Linked DNA regions of Anas platyrhynchos: region 1 is linked to region 2. Evidence: chromatin contacts called from public Hi-C data. All regions are on one chromosome and are shown on one strand. The core of a region is the stretch at or near the end of the contact, and the rest is flanking DNA. Distances in the headings are between cores, read along the strand shown. Region 1 holds the start of GOLM2 (golgi membrane protein 2). Region 2 overlaps CTDSPL2 (CTD small phosphatase like 2).

What was found. A called contact is a pair of places that touch in the nucleus more often than the background predicts.
Region 1: a Hi-C map of small yellow follicle shows a contact between it and region 2, with 1.8 times the contacts expected there. The contact joins the promoter of GOLM2 here to the enhancer-like site in region 2. A contact is called at or near these places in 2 of 8 Hi-C or Micro-C datasets (small yellow follicle and subcutaneous adipose tissue).

What each region holds. Positions count from the first base shown.
Region 1 is chr11:24,525,858-24,531,053 of IASCAAS_PekinDuck_T2T, reverse strand. GOLM2 (golgi membrane protein 2) reads left to right here and starts at 3,040. Exons shown (of 9, transcript XM_027465624.3): 1 at 3,040-3,603. The coding sequence starts at 3,277.
Region 2 is chr11:24,479,262-24,484,510 of IASCAAS_PekinDuck_T2T, reverse strand. The region is part of intron 1 of CTDSPL2 (CTD small phosphatase like 2); the gene reads left to right. Among named protein-coding and RNA genes, the nearest start is that of CTDSPL2, 13 kb to the left of the region's middle. Within about 2 kb of position 2,945, at least 3 of the 8 cell types and tissues checked have an H3K27ac peak or open chromatin away from gene starts, as enhancers often do. A contact at or near this core is called in small yellow follicle, where this site is marked.

The sequences.
Region 1 (5,196 bases), core at 1,791-4,290, 46 kb before region 2:
AGGCCGGTCAGTTTGACCTCAGTACCAGGGAAGCTCATGGAGCAGATCCTCTTGGGAGTCATCATGCGGCACTTGAAGGGCAAGCAGGCGATCAGGCCCAGTCAGCATGGGTTTATGGAAGGCAGATCCTGCTTGACGAACCTGATCTCCTTCTACGACAAAGTGACGCGCTGGGTGGACGAGGGAAAGGCTGTGGATGTGGTCTACCTTGACTTCAGCAAGGCTTTTGACACCGTTTCCCACAGCATTCTCCTCAAGAAACTGGCTGCTCTTGGCTTGGACTGGCGCACGCTTCGTTGGGTTAGAAACTGGCTGGATAGCCGGGCCCAGAGAGTTGTGGTAAATGGAGCCAAGTCCAGTTGGAGGCCAGTCACTAGTGGCGTCCCCCAGGGCTCGGTGCTGGGGCCGGTCCTCTTTAACATCTTCATCAATGATCTGGATGAGGGCATTGAGTGCACCCTCAGTAAGTTTGCAGATGACACCAAGCTAGGTGCGTGTGTCGATCTGCTTGAGGGTAGGAAGGCTCTGCAGGAGGATCTGGATAGGCTGCACCGATGGGCTGAGGTCAACTGTATGAAGTTTAACAAGGCCAAGTGCCGGGTCCTGCACCTGGGGCGCAATAACCCCAAGAAGAGGTACAGGCTGGGAGAGGAATGGCTGGAGAGCTGCCAGGCAGAGAAGGACCTGGGAGTGATGGTGGACAGTCGGCTGAATATGAGCCAGCAGTGTGCTCAGGTGGCCAAGAAGGCCAACGGCATCCTGGCTTGTATCAGAAACACTGTGACCAGCAGGGCTAGGGAGGTGATCGTCCCCCTGTACTCGGCTCTGGTGAGGCCGCACCTCGAGTACTGTGTTCAGTTCTGGGCCCCTCGCTACAAGAAGGACATCGAGGTGCTTGAGCGGGTCCAGAGAAGGGCGACGAAGCTGGTGAGGGGCCTGGAGAGCAAGTCCTATGAGGAGCGGCTGAGGGAGCTGGGCTTGTTCAGCCTAGAGAAAAGGAGGCTCAGGGGTGACCTTATCACTCTGTATAAGTATATTAAAGGAGGCTCTAGCGAGATGGGGGTTGGCCTGTTCTCCCATGTGCCTGGTGACAGGACGAGGGGGAATGGGCTAAAGTTGCGCCAGGGGAGTTTTAGGTTAGATGTTAGGAAGAATTTCTTTACTGAAAGGGTTGTTAGACATTGGAACAGGCTGCCCAGGGAGGTGGTTGAGTCACCATCCCTGGAAGTCTTCAAAAGACGTTTAGATGTAGAACTTAGGGATATGGTTTAGTGGGGACTGTTAGTGTTAGGTCAGAGGTTGGACTCGATGATCTTGAGGTCTCTTCCAACCTAGAGATTCTGTGAAATATCTCCCCTTTCCAAAGTTAAGCATTACTACTGTATATTTTGATATTTTTTTTCTTTGTTTCTGCAAGGATGCTAAATTTGAATACTTTATGACTACTCTTACAGAGCAGTTCTTAAGTAGAAAGATATAGGAGCATGTAAGGTTTTGATTCAGTCATGAACAATTTTTCTTCTTAGCATCCTTCAGTTCCTCCAAGGCACGTATGGTGTTTAAAGCTTAGCTGTGCTCGCTTTGTGTCTCACAATGACAGCTATGAAGTGTATAACAGGCAATGGATCTTTCCATTACCACTGTATTATGGTGAGGTCAAAGAAGCCAAGACAAACCTTTCTGAAGGACTAGCCAAGCTCCTGGGCAGAGGTTGAGCTGAAGATGCCAACAGATTATTCCAACACTTGGCGTAAGATCATGGTCAAACACTAGACCACAGCTCGGGAAGGCTGGGCAAGAACACAGCCATTCCAGCAAGGCACAGAACAGACTAGGAATGGATCACGGGGCCTGAAATGAAATGCAAATTAATCGGAAAACCGCTTGCTATTGCCTCACCTCTCAGATATGCAAAGGCAACCACAAAAAACGTGCACAGGCAGCTCTCCCCCAGGCTCACAAAGCTCCCTGTTGCCAGGGAGATCGCTCGCTGCCAGCTCCGCAGCAGAGCTCGCACCAGAGAGGGGAAACAGTGCTGAGAGGTACATGAGGAGAAACATTTCTGAGCAGACTTCTACAGGTCGGTGAGAGTCACCAGGTGTGAAACCCAGACATAGTTCCGGGCTCAAACTGATGTTTAATATTGTATTTATGTCATTTAGACGAGCACTTCCCTTCTCACAGCGCCCAGGTTTGCATAGAATTAGTGTACCAGAAAGAACGAGCTTAACAGAACAGGCTCGGAAACCTGTGACTGGCTTTATAAAATTTGCAACAGCAGATACAGACCGTGAATCTACACCGCCATCTGCAGAAAGCAGCTTGGCAAATTGAGATTAATTGGCTCCCCACGCAGCCGCAATTACGAGTGCCAAGATGCAAATGCTGGCGTGCGAGATAGGAGCTGGGCACGGCACCCGATGGAACGACAACGCCGTGCGCCTGCCCAAACACCGCTATCGCAGCCGACAGACCCTGTGCCACGTATGCTGTACCATGGGAAACATTTGTTTTTATGCTTTATTTCTTCAGCCTCATTCTTTCTTCTTCCTCCTCCCAGTTGCCCCAGGGACCCCGTTCTGTTTCCCCAAATTCTCCGACACCTCTAACAGCCCCGTGCCACTGATGATGAGTGTGGTCACAGGGCTGCTGGAGGGGCGCAGCACCACCACTGCTTAAATCCCACTACCAAAGAGGATTCTCCAGAGCTTAAAGCCGTGTGTGGCTCCCCCGTCACCCCCTCGCCACGCTGAGGCGGCGGCCCCGGGGGCAGGACGGGCTCGGGGCTGGGGCTGGAGCTGGGTCCCCCCTCCCTCAGCCACAGCAACACAAGGGAGAAAAGAGGCGGGGGGAGCCGGGGCCTGGTGCTTTACTGGAGCTTTGGTCACAAACAGGCGCTGCCCTCACGGGGCGCCTCACGGCCCTCACACCCCCCCCTCAACCACCAAGCGCACGCGGGCCGCCCCCTTCCCGCCTGAGCGGGCGGCGGCGCTGTCGCGATATCCCGGCCATCTCGCGAGAGGGGCCGGGCGGCGGAAGCGGCGGGGAGGGGCCTGAGGGGAGGGGGGTGGGCGGCGCGCCGCCAGCGCGGCTCCGCGGCCCGGCCCGGCCCCGTCCCCGGCCCCATCCCCTTCAGCGTCCCGGTCCCCGGCCCGGCCGGAGTCGGTGCCTGGGAGCCCCGGCAGCGGGGGCAGAGCGGCCCCGGCCGCGGTTCCCCTCAGGCGGAGGCGGCGGCGGCGGCGAGCGGCGACGCCCCCGCCCCGCGGCCTCTCCCCCATGGTGGGCTTCGGGGCCAACCGCAGGGGCGGCCGGCTGCCCTCCTTCGTCTTCGTGGCGCTGCTGGCCGTCATCGCCGTGCTCGCCTTCAACTGCTGGAGCGCCTCGTCCCGCCAGGCGCTGCTGCGGGAGGAGCTGGCCGAGCTGCAGAGCCAGGCCCAGCGCACCGAGGTGGCCCGCGGGCGGCTGGAGAGGCGCAACTCGGACCTGCTGGGCAAGGTGGACTCGCACAGGAAGCAGCTGGAGCAGAAGGAGGCCGACTACAGCCACCTCAGCAGCCAGCTGCAGGCCCGCGACGGGCAGGTGAAGCAGTGCGAGGACAGCAAGGTACGGCCGGGGCAGGGAGGCTGAATGACCAGGGGCTGCGGGCCCTTTGGTGCTGAGAGCCGCCAAAACTCCGTTTTCCACTCTGTTAATTTCTTTGTTAATTGCCTCCTGGGTTTATTCAGTCGGTGTTGAGCGGTCAGGGAGCTGTGCACAGCCTTGAAAGCAGAGCCCCAGCTCGCTGCTCCGCAAGGCCGGGTGTCTACCCGGGTGCAGCACCTCCAGCTTGTGGCTGCGCCTCGGCTCCCATCGCCCGCCGGCCTCTGGTTCTGCTGCAGCCAGCGTGTACGTGGAAAAAAATCGTGCTGCTGACATAACGTGTCACTGCTCCTAGCCACGCCAACAGGAAACTCAGCCTGCCCTGCTCTGTGGACGTGGCCTGGGAATTCCTTTCCTTGTGGAAAGGAGAATGAGGGAGTGCATCAACTTTCCTTGGCCTGCTTTCAGAGCTGTTGCCCTGAGTTAAGAGGAGTTAAGCCTGCGGTAGAGAGCAGACAAGTTCCCTTTTACTCAGCCATGTGCATGGCAGCGTGTGCTTCATTTGCATACAGTTCATAATTATAGCGTCTAACTGAACACTTTATCACATTAGGATTTATGGAAATACCACCCTGTCAGGCTTATCACTGGCTGAGTTTGTTTTTCTGGCCATTTAATATCATACTTTTAATGAGCAGGGTAAGAAAATACATTTCTTTGTCACAGAAAGTAAACAGTTACACGTCTTAATCTAATTATCAGGAAGTTAGTTGGGGGAACTACCAAGTCTTTCAAGTTGTTTTAGTTTGTATCGAAATTATGGTTTTTTTTTCCTGCTAGCCATTAGCACTAAGTTATTGTGTGTTCAACAAACATGATTTCTTTTTAATGTATTTTTTTCTGATTGGATTCCTGAGAGATTGGGATAAAAACCCTGATGAGGTATGTAATGGTAGATACCAGTGCTCTCCATTGGAAGTAAATACAAATTAAACGCATTGTGACGCCATAAAATCAACTTTAATCTATGAATAAGTATTTTACACAGGCATGAAAGTATTAGTCTGTGGCAAGTAAAAGAAGCTGAACTGGTGTGCTGGCATTAAAGTGGTTAGGTTTGTAACAAAGGTGATTACCCTTGTAAAAGACAGAGAACTGGTTACAGTCTTCTAAACCGATGTGTTCTGTGTTTGTTTTTAATTGAGCATTAATACCCAAATAGTGAGGGTAGGTAGGGTTAGGTGTTCAGTGTCCTCTCCAATAAAAGCAAGCATCCACAAATGGTAGTGGGTTAAAAACACTGGGGGTGTCCATCACAGCACCTAATTACATGCTGGAACTCCTTTCCTTGGGCTCTCGTGGATACTAAAATGGTAAGAATTCATGGCTAGCACTGTGCTGCAGGACTCCAGGAGACAAAATGCCAGTGAAGGTCAGGGTGCCTCATGAGAATCACTGGAAGCCCGCTGATGCAGAATACAACTGGAGGTGCAGCTGAGCTGTGTGTGCTGACTGCTTTGTTCTCTGTGAACCTGGCTGCTCTGGGAATGCTTTCGGGCTGGCATCTTGCAGGGCAGAGCAGGAGGGCAGCAAAAGAGAAGAGACTAATGAACCTCA
Region 2 (5,249 bases), core at 1,696-4,195:
AGGAGCTACTCCGTGGCTGCCACAGTCCGACACACACTTGCTTAGGCTTATTAACCTTCTGGAGTTGGTGTTTGCTCATTTGTTGTTTCTTCTTTTTTTTATTCTTAATTAAGAAAGCCAACTAATATGAATAAGATGAATTATTAAAAAAAAAAAAAAAAGACAACCCATGGAGATTTTTTTTGTGGTCAGAGCTTATCACAACATCCTGGCAGGTCTGCTCAGGAAGTGTTCAGCAACCTGTCCGGACCAGGGGCTGGAACAAGAGGGAGACACTTCCAAAAATAGTCTCCGTGTGAGCCTGGCAGCGTGGATTAAATGTCCGGGGAGCCTGATTTGTCCCAAGACAGCTGGTCCCTTCCCGAACCTCAACAGGAACAGTGCTGGTTCTGGTGGGATCTGTTTGCCACTTGTTTAACACTCAAGTACTGCAGACTTTTATTTCCAAACACCTCAGCTGTTGGTGAGCTCCACGGTACCTAAAGGCACCTGATGTAAAAAGTTCTTGTCTTGGCAGCATCAGGATCTCAAGTAATTCCTTTCTGCTGCCACAGATCTCGGGCTCTGTTCTGAGATCAGCTGTTTTGTGATGAACCCAACTCTCTGTTTTTCCTTGTTGGTTAGCAGCCTGACCCCAACTGAAAAGACTGAATTAATTCCAAGTGTGTACCCTCAGTCATAAAGAGAAAAATATCTTGGCCAGGAGGGAATAAACTCTCAGTTCCAAATGCAGATAGGATGATCAAAACAAAGCCTTGCTAGCAAAGCAGTGACAAAACAATGGTGCCTGGAAATATGATTGCTAATGCAGAAAAATAAAGGAACAGCAAATTTATTTTCTGTTAGGGCCAATTACAAAAAGCCTTTCTCATCTTGTCTGGCAACATCTTTATAAGAAAATGGTTCTTTGCTCCTACCTGCACTGTCCTAGCCCCATCCAGTCGCCTTCAGCCGCGGCTTCCTTGTTGGTGGCTGCCTCTCCAGGAGGCGGTGGTGGAAAAACGCTTGGAGGTTTGTGAGGAGCAACAATACAATGCAGGATGTTGTAAAATACAAAGTACATCAGCTGGAACGTGACAAAATCGCTGTGATTTCCTAGGGAAGGAGGATAAGTTGGTTAAAGAAAGGCCAGGAGTTGTTGAGGAGGGGAAAATCTCCACACCTTTGAGCTAACAAAGAGCATTTCCCCGAGGTTTGTAAAGCGCTCTGGGGCCTGGCTGGGTGAAGGCCTCTGTAAGTCGTTCTGCTCGACTTCACTGCGAGTCCAGACAGGTGTGCATGGCACGCAGGTTGTCATTTGTCCCGTGTCTCACTCACGGGCTGCGTGCCTCCTCTGCCTCCCTGCTTCCCTGCCCTGGTGGCTCAGGTGTCAGGCTCACCTCCATGGGATTGTTCTTCCTTCTGGAAACCTGGGCCACATCACAGTGAAGTGTGCTGATGAAATGCGACTGGCGTTGTATGTTTAAAAGGAAAATGGAGAAAGTGGTTGTTCTTGGTTCCCTGCTGTGGACCTGCCTGCTGTGACCCAGCCTGTGTGTCCAGAAGAACATGAATGAAATGAAGATGTTTGCTCAGCAGAGAGGTCTGTAACCACCAGCCCAGGCATCAGGCATCGCAGAAAGCTGTTCAATTTGGTGGCGGGTCACAGCTTTGTGTGTGTCTGTACCTGTGACATGGGCAGCATGGGCCGGATTCCTGCTTAAAACCTAAAAGTGTGAAGAGGTGGTGCTGCCTTCTTGGCTTTGGGTGAAATCTTTCAAGGCATGTGTGGAGGTGATGCAGGACGAGTGCTGTGCTTGTTGCAATCAAACACATTCCCCAACATTTTTGGTGTGCTTCATTTTGCTGCGTGAATTTTTCATGCTTTGTGGTCATCATCTCCATGATGGCAAAAACGAATGTATGGGCAGTTAGTGGAGAGAAGGGAACTTCTTTTTGGCTTCCTTTTGTCTCTTGGATTGTGGCTGTGCTCGGCTCTGCCAACAAGCGCTGCGTCCACACCAGGAGCTGATACAATCTGTAGCAGCAGACGCTCTGTTGTGTAAAATTTGTTTCGGATCCCGGTGGCAGGAGCTTCGCCCCTGCCTCGTCCCTTGCTGCTGCTGGGGGCCAGCCCTCACCTCCCAGTGCTGCAGGAGCCCCGTGGGGTAGGGTAAGTGGAGGAACTAACAGAGAAGCCCTGCACCTACCGTGTGCCTGTCACTCACCGAGCTGCGTTCCCAAAGTGTGCCTGGCTGCCCTGGTCCTCCAGAGCCCTCCCAGAGCCAGGCTGGGAATACGCAGCTTTCGGTGGGGGCAGCTCAGCGGGCTCACCGAGTACCAAATTAAACATAGGAATAGTTCAATGCTGTAATTCTGAATTTTCCCGTCAGGTGTATCTTCCTATTGCTGATTGCTATTGTTCTTTTACCGTCTCAAACCTTTTCCTGTATCAAAAAACCTTAAACCCTGTAATTTCATGTGCCGTACCTAATTTTCTTTCGAGAGTTTTGGGGAAAAATAGATAAAACCTTAGCACCGCTAAGGAATTTCTGCCCCGTAGTGCGCAGTGCCTGTGCATGGAGCAGCTGCAGGGCAGGGAGCGTGGGGCTGCAGCACCTCCAGCTGCTGCTCCCTGCAGCTCCTTCGTTACCTCCCCATCTCACAAGCTGTTAATGAGATTTCCATGTGGTCCCTCTTTGCCATGCATTTCTCTTTCGAAGAATAATTTTTAATTCCTCCCCCCTCCCCTTCAGTTGTGTTTTGTTTTAGTAGATGGGGAAGGAATTCCAGCAGGAAGGGGTTTGGGGAGGGTTTAAACCAAGACATGCATGTAATGCAGAAAAACATCTTGAGCTGTTAACTGTGCAGCATGCTTGCAGGGGATGGGCTTCCTTGGCTTCAGGTCCACGTTACGGTAACGCTTCGCTGCCAGCTGCTCGCGATGTGAAGGAGCTGCACTGTTGTACAGGGAGAATTTCGAGCTGCAGGCTCCTGAAAAGCAACGTGCTGGAAAGGGAACCGAAGGGCAGCAGTTAGCCAGGGCTGCTGAGCGCGATTTCCCTGGCAGTGAGCTCCTGGATCTCCTGGCTCCGCGGCACAGAGGCCGGCGGTGACACGAGGCGTTCGCACCCAGCGTCACTCAGCCCGGCCGCGGCCGGCACGCCGGGGGGACAGGCAAATGTTGTACGTGGCTGAGGAAGGAAATTCACGGACATGTTTGGGCTTGGTTTGTTTTGACTGAGAGAGCGTGCTGAGTGGCGCAGTTTGGCTTGTGCTCGGTTCAGAAAAGAAACACAAAGATAATTAAAGTAAAAACTGCGCTGCCAAACGCATCGCGCGTTGGGAGAGCAAACTTCTGGCACTCGGGGATTGTAGGTGACTGTTGCTAAGTCCTTTAGAGATATTTATAACCTGAGGCTTGATACCCAGGATGTGAAGTGAGCCAAAGAACTCTCTGGCAATAGCGTACAGATGAGTTGAATGGTTTCTTGCTGGATAAATACATACCCAAATTAACAAATGTTAAATTGGTTCAGGTTTTGTCTGCCTGGTATTTGTTTCAGCTCTAGAAAAATCAGGCAGCTTACAGAATAGCACAGTTAAAGCAGTATTTTCATCTCCAAGTTGGTGATTGACTAATGTCAGTCTTCCTTCAGTGCTTCACGATTATTTGTCTAATTCTTTTTAGACATTTGCTTTTAGTATAGCCTCGTGTAATTCCTACCCGTGAAGTGGCAGGCGTCTCAGATTTCTCACCAGAATATTTTAAGGCTGCTGTTGTACAGTCACATGGCAGGAAGTGTGCCAGTTCTTCAAAATGTGTAAGTAACGTTTTAATAAATGCAGTTTATATCTCTAAATGTAGTACATTTCATTATATTTCAGTGTTCATTTACTTAATTCCTAATTCACCACTGTGGATGGTTATCCGTGGTCGATCAACCACTTGCCTTAGTTCTGTGTTACTCTCTTCTTACCGTCCAGAGCTTTTTAAATTCTGTAAATGAGACTTAGGAATCTCACTTCTCAATTGCAAGCAGTGTTTACGCTGTGTGTAAGTGTACACAGTGTGTGTCAGCTTGTGTTACGTCCATGTGTGTAAAAACACACACGTGGATATTTCAGGGAGTCCTGGCTATTTGAAGTCTGGAAAGGGCACATTGCACAGAGAGCTCGCTTTATAAACCGATTAAACTGGCGTAAAAATGAAGTCGTATTTATTTATTTACTTATTTTCTGTTAGCTTGGTGAGCTGGCCTGGCCTCTGAGGAGGCAGACAGCTCTGGAAGTAGTGCGGGGAAGAAATGAGGAGGGCGTAGGGGCAAGCCCCTAGGTTCCCTCCTGTCATCCCACCATACCTGACTTCAAAGCACCTTTGAGAAGCTTGCCCTGATCCCTGCATATTCCTGCACCTTTCTTCTGACATCTTTCTGGTTTGCTTCCCCTTTGAGCCCTTTGCCACCACTTCTCAGCGTGAGCACGGTTCCCATTCCCAAGGGACTCTTCCTGGCAGGACAGACTGCGCATAAAAACCCAGAGGAATGCAAAAAAGGCATGGTTAATCCTTCTCGGTGGCGTAGGGCTGTCTGTCTGGCGTGTAGGAGATCTGAAGGACCCATTTGAAACCTCTCGGAGCTGGGGAGGTTTGGTGTTTGACCCCGCTGGCTGCGCTCCTTCCCCGCTCGCTTCTCTGTCCTAGGGGTGGCTGCCTGGGATCGGATCTCTCTCCTTGGACCATCCAGATTGAAGAATTTCAGGGGGTTATAACTTAAGCAAATTAGAGGGAAGAGCAAAAAATAAATAAATGCCTAAGCAGGTTGATAATGCAGCAAATGAAATTCCCTTCTCAACGCATGGAAGGACTCGGGCTCCTCGGGGAGCCCTGAGAACATTTCCAACATGGCAAAACGGCGTTGTTTGTCTCTAACTTCATTCCACCAAATTGCTAACTATTTAGCTTGAAATATTGATATATTTAAACTATTTGGTTTAAAAGTTTAATGGCCATTTTCTGTCTTGGGCTTTATTTCCTGCAGAGCTGTGAATTCCTTCTTCTCCCACGTACAAGAGCACTGAGAAACCTTAACTCAGGTGTTCTTTTTTCAGCCACCCGTGATAAAATGATTTTGTTAACAGAATTTAATCACTTAATCAACGAGAAGTTGACTAAAAATAATGTTTTCCTGAATATTTCCAAAGTAAAAGTACATTTTATGTTTTAAGGTATCTTTGGATCATTCTGTCTACTGATGTTTGGTGATTTCTTC